4 separate regions of the Mus musculus genome follow, and regions 1, 3 and 4 are each linked to region 2. A link is a contact called in public HiChIP or PLAC-seq and Micro-C data. All regions are on one chromosome and are shown on one strand. The core of a region is the stretch at or near the end of the contact, and the rest is flanking DNA. Distances in the headings are between cores, read along the strand shown.

Region 1 (2,700 bases), core at 97-2,596, 440 kb after region 2:
CCAAACTGCTACTGAGCACACCTGTGCCCAGCAAAGTGTTGAGGCGACTCTGAGGCGAGATTCCCTTTCAATGCTTGGAAGCCAGGACATGGACACAGATTCCAACTCCATGTTATTGAAACTTCCCTCCCTCCTCTTTCCCACTCATCCCCTGTCCATGGGCTACGGGGCGCACAGTGCCAAGTCTCTCCGAGCTCCCACACCAACATCCAATGAACTATTGGACAGCTTTTTCTAAAACCTTTAATTCAAATGGGTGTTGAATGCAGTTGACAGCTTGACCATATGGAGACAGGTCCCCAAATGGAGTATCATAAGGTCCAAATGGCAAGAAACCCTCTGTTGGTCTCTGGTCAACTTCCTCCCTAAGACCTCTGGAATCCTTGTCCCTTGACCTGAATCCCTGACTCTGGAATCCTTGTCCTGAATCCCAGTTCCTCTCACATCGGGCAGAGGTATGTGAATCACTTCTGGGCCCACAGTTCAGCTTCCCAAAGCTCTTGCTAACCCCACTTCCTGTTCAGTGTCACCTTTGATTACACACTCCTCCCCCATCCCCTTCTTCGTTTCCTTTGTAGATTACAAAAATGGCCCCTCCAGCTCGAAGTGGTGGCTCCTGCCTTTAATTCCAGCATCCTCAGCTTTCAGGAGGCAGAGGCAGGTAGATCTCGAGAGGCAATCAGGCCAGACTCTGACATCCCATCCTGTGTGCTGGGCAGCACCCCAGCCTTCTCTGAACAGTGCCAGTAGCAGCTATTGATTCCATTTCTGATCTTTCAAGGAAAATAAAATTCCCCATCTAGGTATCTGACCTTACACATTCAGTAAGGAGGTAGGTTCCCGAGTGGAAAGCAGCTGGTGCTGCGCTCGCCCACGGGTTCCCACGGGTTCCCACGGGTGGTGTCCGAGTTGCCTCAGGTTATTGCAGTATTAATCTCAGTTACTTATGGACCCTCTTCCTACGACACAGTTATACACCTGTGGGGTATCAAGGAACAGGACCGTGCTTTTGGCGCATATGGTTTTTCATAGCGGTGTCCACTCTATTTTGGCGGGCTTGAGTCTCAGCTCCTTTGAGGAGGGGCTGGTTTTCTTACGCAGTGTCTGCTTATCTAAGCCGAGTCTTTCAGGTAGTTTCTGACCCCCGGGGTGTTTTCTAGGAGCCCCTTACTTCTTCACCGTTGCAGGCACTCTACACCCAAGACTACGGTACCTGATCTAACCTTTCTCCCTGCCTTCCAGCTCTTGGGTTTCTGCCGGCTAAGTCGATTTCCAGGCAGCGAGCTCAGCCTGACCCCGATCTTTGGGTTCCGTCCTCCCCCCAACCCCCTCCCCGACTCCCTGGCACTCTGGACCGCGACTCCCAGGGAAGACGCGGGCCGGCGCCGAGCTGGTCCAACTGGTTCTGAGCAGGAAGTCTCCCGCCCTCGCCCGGGGCAGCAGAGCAGCCCCGCGCTAGCCCCGGCGTGGGTGCAGCCCGCAGCTCGGTGCGACCGTCCCGCAGAGCGGCCGCGCGGGAGACCCGCCCCAGCGGTGATCAGCGCGGCTTTGTCTGGGACGCCCACACCTCAGAGGCCGCTCCTCCGGCCGGCGAATGGGAGCGCGGCGGCGCGGGGCCGAGCCGGGCTGAGATAAGCGGCCATGTGACCCTACCTGGCGCGGGGAGGGGCCGCAGGTGAGCGGCGGAGCAGGGAGCTCGGCACGCGGCGGCCGTGGGGCTCGGCAGCATGTCGGTCAGCAGAAAGGACTGGTCCGCGCTGTCCAGGTGAGTGCAGCCACAGGGGCCGGGTGGCCCGAGGCTGGGGGGTGGGAGCTGTGCCCCTTCGGATCTCCTCTCCCAGACACAGGCCTGCTCTCCGGACGAAGTGAGACACTGGTCTTGTTGCTTTTCGGTGGGGATAGAATTGAGACCAAACTCTGGTCCCCCTAGGTGACAGAGCGGGTGGTCTCCTTGCTCCTTCTCAGCTTCCTGTCCCCTTAGGTCTTAACCAGTACGTTTAGGGTAAGGCTTTTCCGCAGCCTGGACAGCCCAGGGTGCTACTGTCTGTGAGGGCAAGGGACCGTTTTAGGGGGCTGGGAAAATTCAAGAGTTACCCCAAGACTTATTCTTGAGCGGACCCTCAGCCTCTGCGCCTCTGTTAAGAGTTTTAGAATGGATCTGGGAAGTGTCCTTTAGCCCCACCTTATGGAGTCAACAGAACCCGGGTGTGTGAATAGAATCAGAGAAAGTAGCACCCCCACCCCATCCCAAAGAGAGGCTCAAATTCTGAGCACAACATTTGGAGTGGTATCTATGCCACTTGAGGTAAGATGTTATCCTTGTCTGCGCTACAATCTGTGTTTGTGAATCTCAATGGGTCAGAGAATATCTTTGCCATTTCTGCCTGCTGGACAGCCTATCAGGGTCAGAGAAGCCTAGGAGGGGTCAGTATCTAGGAGGCCGCCCCTCTCTTTGTGGCTCCTCTTGGAGCTGCCCCTCCCTCTCCAGAAGTGTTGGAATGAGCATCCGTTCTTCCAATTCCTCACACTGAGTCCCTAACTGGGAAGGCATCCTTTGTCCTAAAGGTAACAGAGGCTCCGGCCAGAGCCCTGTCCTTTCTATTCCTCAGGTTCCAGTCAGGGTAAAATTGGCCTCTTGGCTTCTCTCAAGTGGGCTTTCAGTCTTCAGGTCTTTTGTGGGGTCGGAGCTACGACTGCAGG
Region 2 (2,700 bases), core at 172-2,671:
TGTTTGCAGCTCCCTTTAAAAAGTTTGAAACCACTAATTTGGGGGCTGGGAGTGTAGCTTAAAGTAGCATGTTGGCCTGTTTGAGGGCCTACCCTTAGCCCTGGGCTGGATGGGGGAAGGATTAGCAAAACTTTTAATTTTGGCAACTGTTTCTTTTCTTTTCTTTTCTTTTCTTTTCTTTTCTTTTCTTTTCTTTTCTTTTCTTTTCTTATTTGTTTGTTTATTTATTTATTTATTTATTTATTTGGTGGTGTTATCGTTTTTGAGATAGTCTCACTTTGTAGCCCAGGCTGGTCTGGAACTCTTTAGTGATGATCTTCCCGCCTCAGCCTTCTGAGTGCTGGGATTACAGGTGCGAGCCACCAGGCCGGGCTAGCAACTTCCATATTATTTTAAAAGGTAGCGGTACTCTATAGAGGGCAAGCGCCTTAGCTGGATCACAGTGCACCAGCCTGGAAACAAAACCCAAGTCTTCCTGCCCTCTCACCAGAGCGTCTACCAAGGCACTCTGCTGTTTGAATGTTAGTGTTAACTCAGCACACTCCCTCCCAGGACCTGTCAGGATCCAGAAAGCCCCTGGAAACAGCCCAGGCAAGCCCATGGTAACTAACACCAACCACCCAGCTCTGTCACCATTTGGAGTCCTGGTGACTCCTGCAGTTAAGAATGTGGAGGTGGGCACTGGAGCCAGCAGGAGGCCTCCGGAGAGGGGGTGGAGTGGGAGTCCGCAGCCCACCTGAAGGCCAGGCAGTGTTTCTGCTGTCTCTCGGTGATGAGTAAGGTCAGGTCCCTGCAGCAGTACCGCTGGTAGCAGGTCCCGCAGCAGAAGGTGAAGAACTCGCAGTCAAATCCCGGATGCCAGGAGCCATTCCGGTCCAGATACCACAAGCAGTCCTCACTCGCCAGCGCTGCGGGCAGGGGTGGAGGTGCCCAGTGGACACCAGTCCAATTCAGTTCTAGCCACCCTCAATCTCACTGCCTTGACAAGCTGAAAGCTCACTTTTGTTTCTACCCTAAGCTAGAAGTCCTAGAAGCCCCTTTCTCCCTGAAGCTGAACCCCGCGCCTGGGGGTCAGGTTCCCGCTGCCTGACCTCTCAGCGCCCTTTCTTTCCTGCTCCGGGAACAACCGCAAGCATCTGGGGGGCATGGACACCCGGAAGATAGCCTCTGAGGACATGGCTGGTCCCTTTCACCTCTCCCTGATCTCGCCCCACCCCACCCATCTCGTGTCGCTCTCCATCCCTTACCCAGAGGAGCCCCAAGCACCAGCAGGACGACGGCTGCGAGCGGCGCGGTCCCGCGGGGCCCCGCGGGCGGCATGGCGAGAGGGGGCTGGGCGCGGCCAGGACGGCCTGGAAAAGGGGCCGCAGGACAAAGCTGGACGAAGCCGGCCGGCGGGAGCTGCAGCACCGCCCAGCCCGCGGCCAGGCTCTGGCTCCTCTCCCGCCTTCTTGGGGCGGGACTAACGCCCCGCCTGCAGTAACCCTGCCAGGGCCCCGCCCAGGGGTCTGCCCACCAGCGACGCCCACCCAGCCTCAGCACCGGCCTGGTACCCCTCACCCCAAGACACAGCCCTGCTCTCTCTGTCCACAACAGTGTGGTGACTCCTTTAGTCTGAGCCCTTAAGGGCACAGCCAACAGCTGGTCACTGCGGTCAGGGAGGCCTGGCAGTACCCTGTGCCCGCCTCTCTCCTGAGACCAATCATTATCCCAGACCCCAGAAACACTGATCCTGGTGCCACCTCCTAATGAACAGCTCATGGGCCAACTCTGGAGGGGCAGGGCCGCACCTTCCCTTGTGTGGGACCTCCTCTGCTCTGGTGTCCAGTCTTGGACGTCCTGCAGGGGGAGGATGGGGCAGCGTCACCCTGCCCCCATTCCTAGAAACAGGCATCCATTGAGAGGAAGTTCAGAGAAGCTTTGTCCCCATCGGTGCCCACAGGGCCTGGGCCCTGGCAGCTGCACTGGCTCCTGAGATGGCCCCTTCTCCCTCTGAATGGACAGCTCCAACTATAGCCTCACTCCTCACCGGTAGGGGTGGCCGCCGCCACTTGAGACACAGCCAGTTAAACACTTTACAGTGGAAACTCTTTTTCTTCATGGAGCAAGCCTGCAAAAAATACTACATAAGCTATCAGGGTCAACAGTTAGTTACAGGTGGAAAGTCTCAAAGAAGAAAGTCAATGTACCTTTACCAACTCGTGTGGAGTTGATGCAGGACTCAGCGTCAGAGCCTGGGGCTCCAACGAGCCAGGTTTAGACAATTACCCTCAATAGACAATTAAAATAACCAAATTAATAGTGAAATGTATTCAATATGGCCACACTGGAAAGAGGGTCATGGAGATCTAGTGATTCCTTTCCATGCCCTAGTCCTGTGGGTCTCAGCCTTCCTACTGTGGCAACCCTTTGACACAGTTCCTCAAACTGTGGTGACTCCCAACCATAATATTATTTTCATTGCTACTTCATAATTGTAATTTTGCTACTGTTATGAATGTAATGTAAATATCTGTTTTCTGATGGTCTTGGGCAACCCTTGTGTGAAAGGGTGCTTCTAACCCCAAGAGGGGTCTCGGCACAAAGATCCTAGTCCATCTCAAGTAAGGGCAAAGCTTAAATAGAGAGTAAGATATTTGACTAAGTGGTCCAGGCAAGATGTGATTCCCCTGCCCATTACTGCCTTGGCTCCTAGTTGCT
Region 3 (2,700 bases), core at 176-2,675, 300 kb after region 2:
ATGGCAGATATAATTGGTTAAAATGACGTCTGGTCGAGGTAGGAAGTGGGTCTCTCACCCGATATGACCTCTGTACTAACAAGAGGGCCATTTGGACACAGACACACACAGCAATCAGACAATATGAGAGGGCCACAGGAAAACCATGTGGTCTCCATAGTGATGGACCATAGTGATGGAGAGGAAGTCTGGATTGATGGATCTGCAGACCAAGGGAGGCCAAGTGCTGGCAAACACTGGCAGTGAGAAGAGGCAAGAGGGACTCTTCGCTGTGGGTTTCATGGTATGAATGTGACACTACTGTTTTTTAAGGACTTATTTGTCATTGTATGTGTATGGGTGTTTTGCCTGCATGCATGTCTGTGTACCATGTTGATGCCCAGTGCCCACAAAGGCCAGAGGAGGATGTTGAATCCCCTGGAACAGGAGGTACAGACAGTTGTGAGCCATCATGTAGGTTCTGAAAATTGAATATGGGTTCTCTGAAAGAATAGCCAGTGGTCTCAACACTGAGCTAGCCCTCCAGCCCTTGCCCTACTGTTATCTTGATTTTAGACTTTCAGTTGCTAAAACCGTAAACAAATGAACTTCTTGGAGGAATCTTGTTGTTTGTTCAGTTTTCTGAGACACTATACAAAATAGCTTGTTTGTTTGTGTTTGAGGCAGTGTCTCACCACGTGACTCTGGCTGGCTTGGAACTCTCTATGTAGACCTGCCTCTGCTGGGATTAAAGAACGCACTACCGAAACTAGCTTTTTCTTTTTAGATTTACTTGTTGGGATTGGAGAGACATACATGTAAATAAAAGAGTTTAAAAAAATCAAAACTATTCAGTTATTTTATGTGTATGGCTGTTTTTCTGCATGTATGTATGTATGTATGTATGTAGTATGTATGTAGTATGTATGTATGTATGTATGTATGTATACCATCTGCCTGCCTGGGGGCCAGAGGAACACATTGGATTCTCTGAGACTAGAGTTACAAGTGGGTGCTGGGAACCAAACTCGGGTCCTTAGTAAGCAAAGCCAAAGTTCTTAACCACTGAGCCATCCCTCTTTCTAGCCCCGATGAGACGGGGCTTTTCTGTGTAGTCCAGGTTAGCCTCCAACTCTATCCTCCTGCCTCAGCCTCTGCATGTTGGGATTACAGGCATCACCATATACTGATGAGCTTCTGCCACCCAGTTTGTTACAGCGGCCACAGGACACCTGATATGACACCGGCTTGAGGGAGGAGGTCTCTAAGAGGAAAGAAGCTTACATGAGCTGCACCAAGGGGTACAGAGGGTTCCACTCCTAGGCCAGTGATCCTCTAAAAATACTGCTCCTGCTCTTGGCTCTCCAGCCATTGTGTATCTCCCACAGACCGCAATCGCTCCACCCTGCTGGGTGTTCCTTTGTGAAACCTTATCTGTCCTTCCTCTCCCAGCGGGGCTAAGCTCAGACCTTCCATAGCTGGAGTGTGGCAGTGGGTTTGTTGCCCCAGCTCCCCTTTTCCAGACCATTAGTCATCAACATTGCTTTATCAACGCTCCCTGTGAATCAGACTCATGCTGAGTGCTGGGTTCCCAACCGTGCACAGTCACACACAACCCCCAATCCCACCCCCGCCTGGGACAATACCCCTGTTAGCCGGCTGCCCCCCTCGGGGTCTCCACCCTCTCCGTCACCAACAGGACCCTGTTCTGCTCAGGCCCCTTTGTCTTTCACAGGCAGGGACAGACACACCTGCCTGTTGACACACACCAGTTCAATACAGACCAGTGAACTTGGAGAGAGCACACCACCCTCTACCGAGGAAGAGTCTGCACTGCACAGGGTGGAGGTGGCTGCAGTCTAGAACAGAATGGAAGGTCACCATAGGAACCAAAGATGGTCTAGAAACAAAGTCAACAAGGACACGTCTAGGACTCCTCTAAGGGTTGCCACAATTGCTTTTACTCTTCTCTCCTTTCACCCTCCCTGGGTTGGGTTGCACTGAGTTGCCCAGGCTGGCCTCAGACTGACAGTGGAGCCCAGGTTTGCCTGGAAGTTGTGATTACCTGACTTTACCCTCCCAAGTACAAAGACCATGCTCATCTCCCTACTGGTGTATCCGAGCCCTCGGAACCCCGATGGGTATCACAGTTGCCCGGTGGTGTAATTAAGGACCACAGCTTATAAGCTGTGGTCCTTTCATATCAGAAACGAAAAGACGCAAAGGGCTGAGTGTGTTCGATTATGTCAGCAATCCCAGAATGCACGGAGATAAGCAGGAGGATTGCTACAAGTCTGAGCCGAGGCTGGATCACACTGTGAGACTGTGCAGAAACAACACAAACAACACAACACAAACCAAATCCTACAGCTCAAGGAGGATGTGTCTATCAAACTTGGCAGAACCAAAAAATTTCTTTTACCTGTAAGTAATTTATGCTCGGCTAAAACATCAGACTCAAACTAGAACACATTCCACTATTCGTTCTTATAGAATTCATTATAGACAAAACTAATTTATGGCGATACACATCAGCTCTGTGACACAGCTGTGGGGGTTATCTACTGATGAAAAGGACGGGGACGGGGGATAGGCTCTTGGAACAGTTCTGTGTCGTCAAAAACACATCAAACCAGACACTTACGATCTGTTCACATGACTGTTGGTAAATTTTATTTTGATTTAAATGAAAATCATATACAACAAAAAAGAAAGAGGGCA
Region 4 (2,700 bases), core at 98-2,597, 360 kb before region 2:
CAGCTCTGCCTCCACATGGGCCAGATTTAACAAGGTCATAGCAAGGCCCAGAGATCATTGCCCGGGCTTGAGGAAGGGAGGTGCTATTTTGTACAGGTTCCTGAACCCCCCCTCACTCTGGGTTCTGCTAAGATGTAGGCATCAAGTTCTCAGATATGGGCCCTTGAGGATGGAATCAGGGTTCCCAAACCATCCCTGTTTCAGTTAAGTATATATATAGTTGGGGCTTTGAATACTGTGGGTTTTCAGTCTGGCATAGCTGCCTGTGTTTCCCAAACTTGAAATTCTAGTGACGGACCAACGTACATTGGCACCTGGTTTCATGGAGAATTTTCCTGGAACCTTTTCTTTTCTTTTCTTTTCTTTTCTTTTCTTTTCTTTTCTTTTCTTTTCTTTTCTTTTCTTTTCTTTTCCTTTCTTTTTTTCAACCTAGATTTCTTTTAAATCCCAACCTATATACCTAGGGAGTCCTGGAACTGACCTGAGGGCCTAACGTGGAAAGAGGACCTGCTACTTTAGAGACAGATGGTTCGACCACCTCTGCTTTGGAGTTTCCCTTAAAGCGGTGGTCATCCTCACTGTGGGAGATCAAAGGCTTGTAGCTGCAGGACTAAGCAAGTCTGGTCTGCATAAAGCTCAGGCTTCCTGGCAATGGTTGGAATGGTGACGACCACACTGTGAGAAACATCCCCTCTGTGAATGCCGGACTCCTCAGAGCACAGCAAGGTTTGTTCTTCAGAGCTGTGTAATTCTGTCCATCAACAGAGGCCATAACAGAGCCCCACCCTAGACTCTGCTCAAAGCTCCTTTAGAATAAAGGTTGTGTGGTACACGACCTGTATGCCCCCTTTTCTGTTTTGTTTGAGACAAAGTTTCATGTAGCACAAGCTAGCCTTGAACTCCTGAGCTTCCTGCCTCTACCTTCTGAGTGCTGAGGTTCCAAGCATGTGCCACCACATCCATCTAGGGTAGCCTCCTGCTCCCAGAAGGGAGGGCGTGTACTTTTGCTGGCCCAGCCTACAGCAGCAGAACTGGCAGCCTGGTCCTCATCCATGAGAACTTTCAAGAAGCTGAGTTACACAGGTACATTTGGGGGGGCACACCTCTGCTGTGGTGGTATGAGAAGGATTGGCAGCATGGAAAGAGGGTGGCAGAGGACATGAGCTACGTTGTGTGTGCTGCATGTGCCTAGTTTGAGAGCCTGTGTGGCCACGCATGTCCATGCCCGCACCTGGCCCCTCCTCCCAGGTGGCAAAGCTGGGGGCTGCTCTCGCTCTGAAGAGCAGGCTGCAGAGAAGCCAAACCACAGCGTGAGCCAAACCACAGCCTGGGCTGTGGGGGTTTGATCTTCCCTCTGCTGCCAGAGATGAGAGAGGTCTAAGTGGCAGAGATTTACAGGGCCCGAGGGAGAAGTACCCTTCCAGCAAGAAGTACACATGAAAGCTCCCAAGTAATAGCCAAGGCTGCCGAGTACGCCAATTATGCAACAATTAAAAGACTTGCCTATCATTTCTTCCCCCTTTCATTCTCGCAGCCGCTCCTCCTCCTCCACATCTGCCTTCCCCTGCAGGCTCCCCAAGAAAACGCTCTGGGGAACAGAAGAGAAAGAACACACTCCCCCCCACCCCCGCTTTAATTGGAGATCAAAAGTTGGAAGAAGGGCTTGCTCTTCGAGGGTGGGGAGGAAATGGGGTGTCATGGAGATGAAGCCTCATACAGAGGGCTGAGGAAGAAAACAGGGAGGAGGGGAGGGTCCTATATATCTGCCAGACTCTGTAACAACTTTATACAACCCTGTGACATTATGTTATAGGTTAGAAAATTAAGACTCTTTGAAAGGCAAACGGCTGAGCTCAGACAGCTGGGAGAACCGGCAGTAAGGGCTCCGGGCTGCTTGGTGCCAAGGGAATAACCACTGGGCTTTTCTGCCTCCACACTGTAAAGGTTGGAGGACTTTTCCATGTTTCTTGGTCTTGGCTTTTCCATCTGCAAGGTGGGCATAGCCCAGGGGCCTTGTGTGTTGAGGCCAAGATAGATGAAAGAGACAGTGGGTGCTTAGCAGCGGCAGGACTGCTCTATAATTCAGCCAGCAGCCGCTGAGCCAAATGCCCTGCACAGCAAGACAGTGGCTAATTGAGAAAGAGTTAGGCAGTGTGCCCCAAAAGTGAAGAAACAGCTACTTGTTGGCTTTTTTGAGGTGCCAACTCACTCCATATCTGTGCCCCAATCCTCACCTGACTTCCCAGCAAAGCTAAACAGCCCCACATTCCAGGGTGGAGGTGCTCTCTCCCGCCGGCCCACTGTTAATTGCAATCCAATCTCAGCACCACCCAGGAGTTGGGCTTCTCTAGGGAGGCTCCAGAATCAGCACACAGTAGGTCCACTCAGTATACATTGGGCCAGGGGGGTAGGACAACCAGGGTCTCTCCTAAGGACTCCCATTGTCTCATTAACACTCTGATCTGCTCTGGGCACAGTTGGGAGGTCACCCTGGGAGAAGGATCACTCTGAGAGGAACTACGCAGCCTTCCTGGAAAGGAACTTTCTCTTATGGAGATTTAGAGGACTAGACTGGCCTGTTCTAACTGTGTAGTCATCAGTCACAGCTATGGAGGAGGAGCAGATAGTCTAAGCCTTGCACAGTAGTGGGAACAGATGGGAATGTTCCTGCATCCAGGCTGGGGCATGCTGCCCTGACAC

Evidence for each region. A called contact is a pair of places that touch in the nucleus more often than the background predicts. HiChIP or PLAC-seq counts read pairs in DNA pulled down with a chosen protein or histone mark.
Region 1: a contact with region 2 is called in an HNF4G HiChIP or PLAC-seq map of pancreatic cancer cells. The contact joins the promoter of Lad1 here to the promoter of Shisa4 in region 2.
Region 3: a Micro-C map of embryonic stem cells shows a contact between it and region 2, with 2.2 times the contacts expected there. The contact joins the enhancer-like site here to the promoter of Shisa4 in region 2. A contact is called at or near these places in 16 of 39 promoter capture datasets (the 3T3-L1 cell line, 3T3-L1-derived adipocytes, HPC-7-derived erythroid cells and 10 more), 1 of 15 datasets of contacts at CTCF or cohesin (embryonic stem cells), 10 of 484 Hi-C or Micro-C datasets (the N1E-115 cell line, embryonic fibroblasts, embryonic stem cells and 2 more), 11 of 115 datasets of contacts at active chromatin or transcription factors (embryonic forebrain, embryonic midbrain, embryonic stem cells and 3 more) and 1 of 9 other capture datasets (embryonic stem cells).
Region 4: a FOXA1 HiChIP or PLAC-seq map of pancreatic cancer cells shows a contact between it and region 2. The contact joins the enhancer-like site here to the promoter of Shisa4 in region 2. A contact is called at or near these places in 4 of 39 promoter capture datasets (embryonic stem cells, hippocampal neurons, liver and 1 more), 1 of 484 Hi-C or Micro-C datasets (embryonic stem cells), 3 of 115 datasets of contacts at active chromatin or transcription factors (embryonic forebrain, embryonic stem cells and pancreatic cancer cells) and 3 of 9 other capture datasets (adipose tissue, embryonic stem cells and liver).

The regions. Positions count from the first base shown.
Region 1 is chr1:135,817,252-135,819,951 of GRCm38.p6, forward strand. It overlaps Lad1 (ladinin), which reads left to right and starts at 1,347. Exons shown (of 10, transcript NM_133664.3): 1 at 1,347-1,765. The coding sequence starts at 1,728.
Region 2 is chr1:135,373,642-135,376,341 of GRCm38.p6, forward strand. Shisa4 (shisa family member 4) reads right to left here and starts at 1,422. Exons shown (of 5, transcript NM_175259.4): 1 at 1,248-1,422; 2 at 737-908. The coding sequence starts at 1,320.
Region 3 is chr1:135,674,201-135,676,900 of GRCm38.p6, forward strand. It overlaps a transcript of Nav1 not described here. Among named protein-coding and RNA genes, the nearest start is that of Gm32835, 13 kb to the right of the region's middle. Within about 2 kb of position 1,426, at least 57 of the 459 cell types and tissues checked have an H3K27ac peak or open chromatin away from gene starts, as enhancers often do. A contact at or near this core is called in embryonic stem cells, extraembryonic endoderm stem cells, liver and 2 more, where this site is marked.
Region 4 is chr1:135,017,849-135,020,548 of GRCm38.p6, forward strand. The region is part of intron 6 of Lgr6 (leucine-rich repeat-containing G protein-coupled receptor 6); the gene reads right to left. Among named protein-coding and RNA genes, the nearest start is that of Ube2t, 57 kb to the left of the region's middle. Within about 2 kb of position 1,348, at least 49 of the 459 cell types and tissues checked have an H3K27ac peak or open chromatin away from gene starts, as enhancers often do. A contact at or near this core is called in adipose tissue, hippocampal neurons and pancreatic cancer cells, where this site is marked.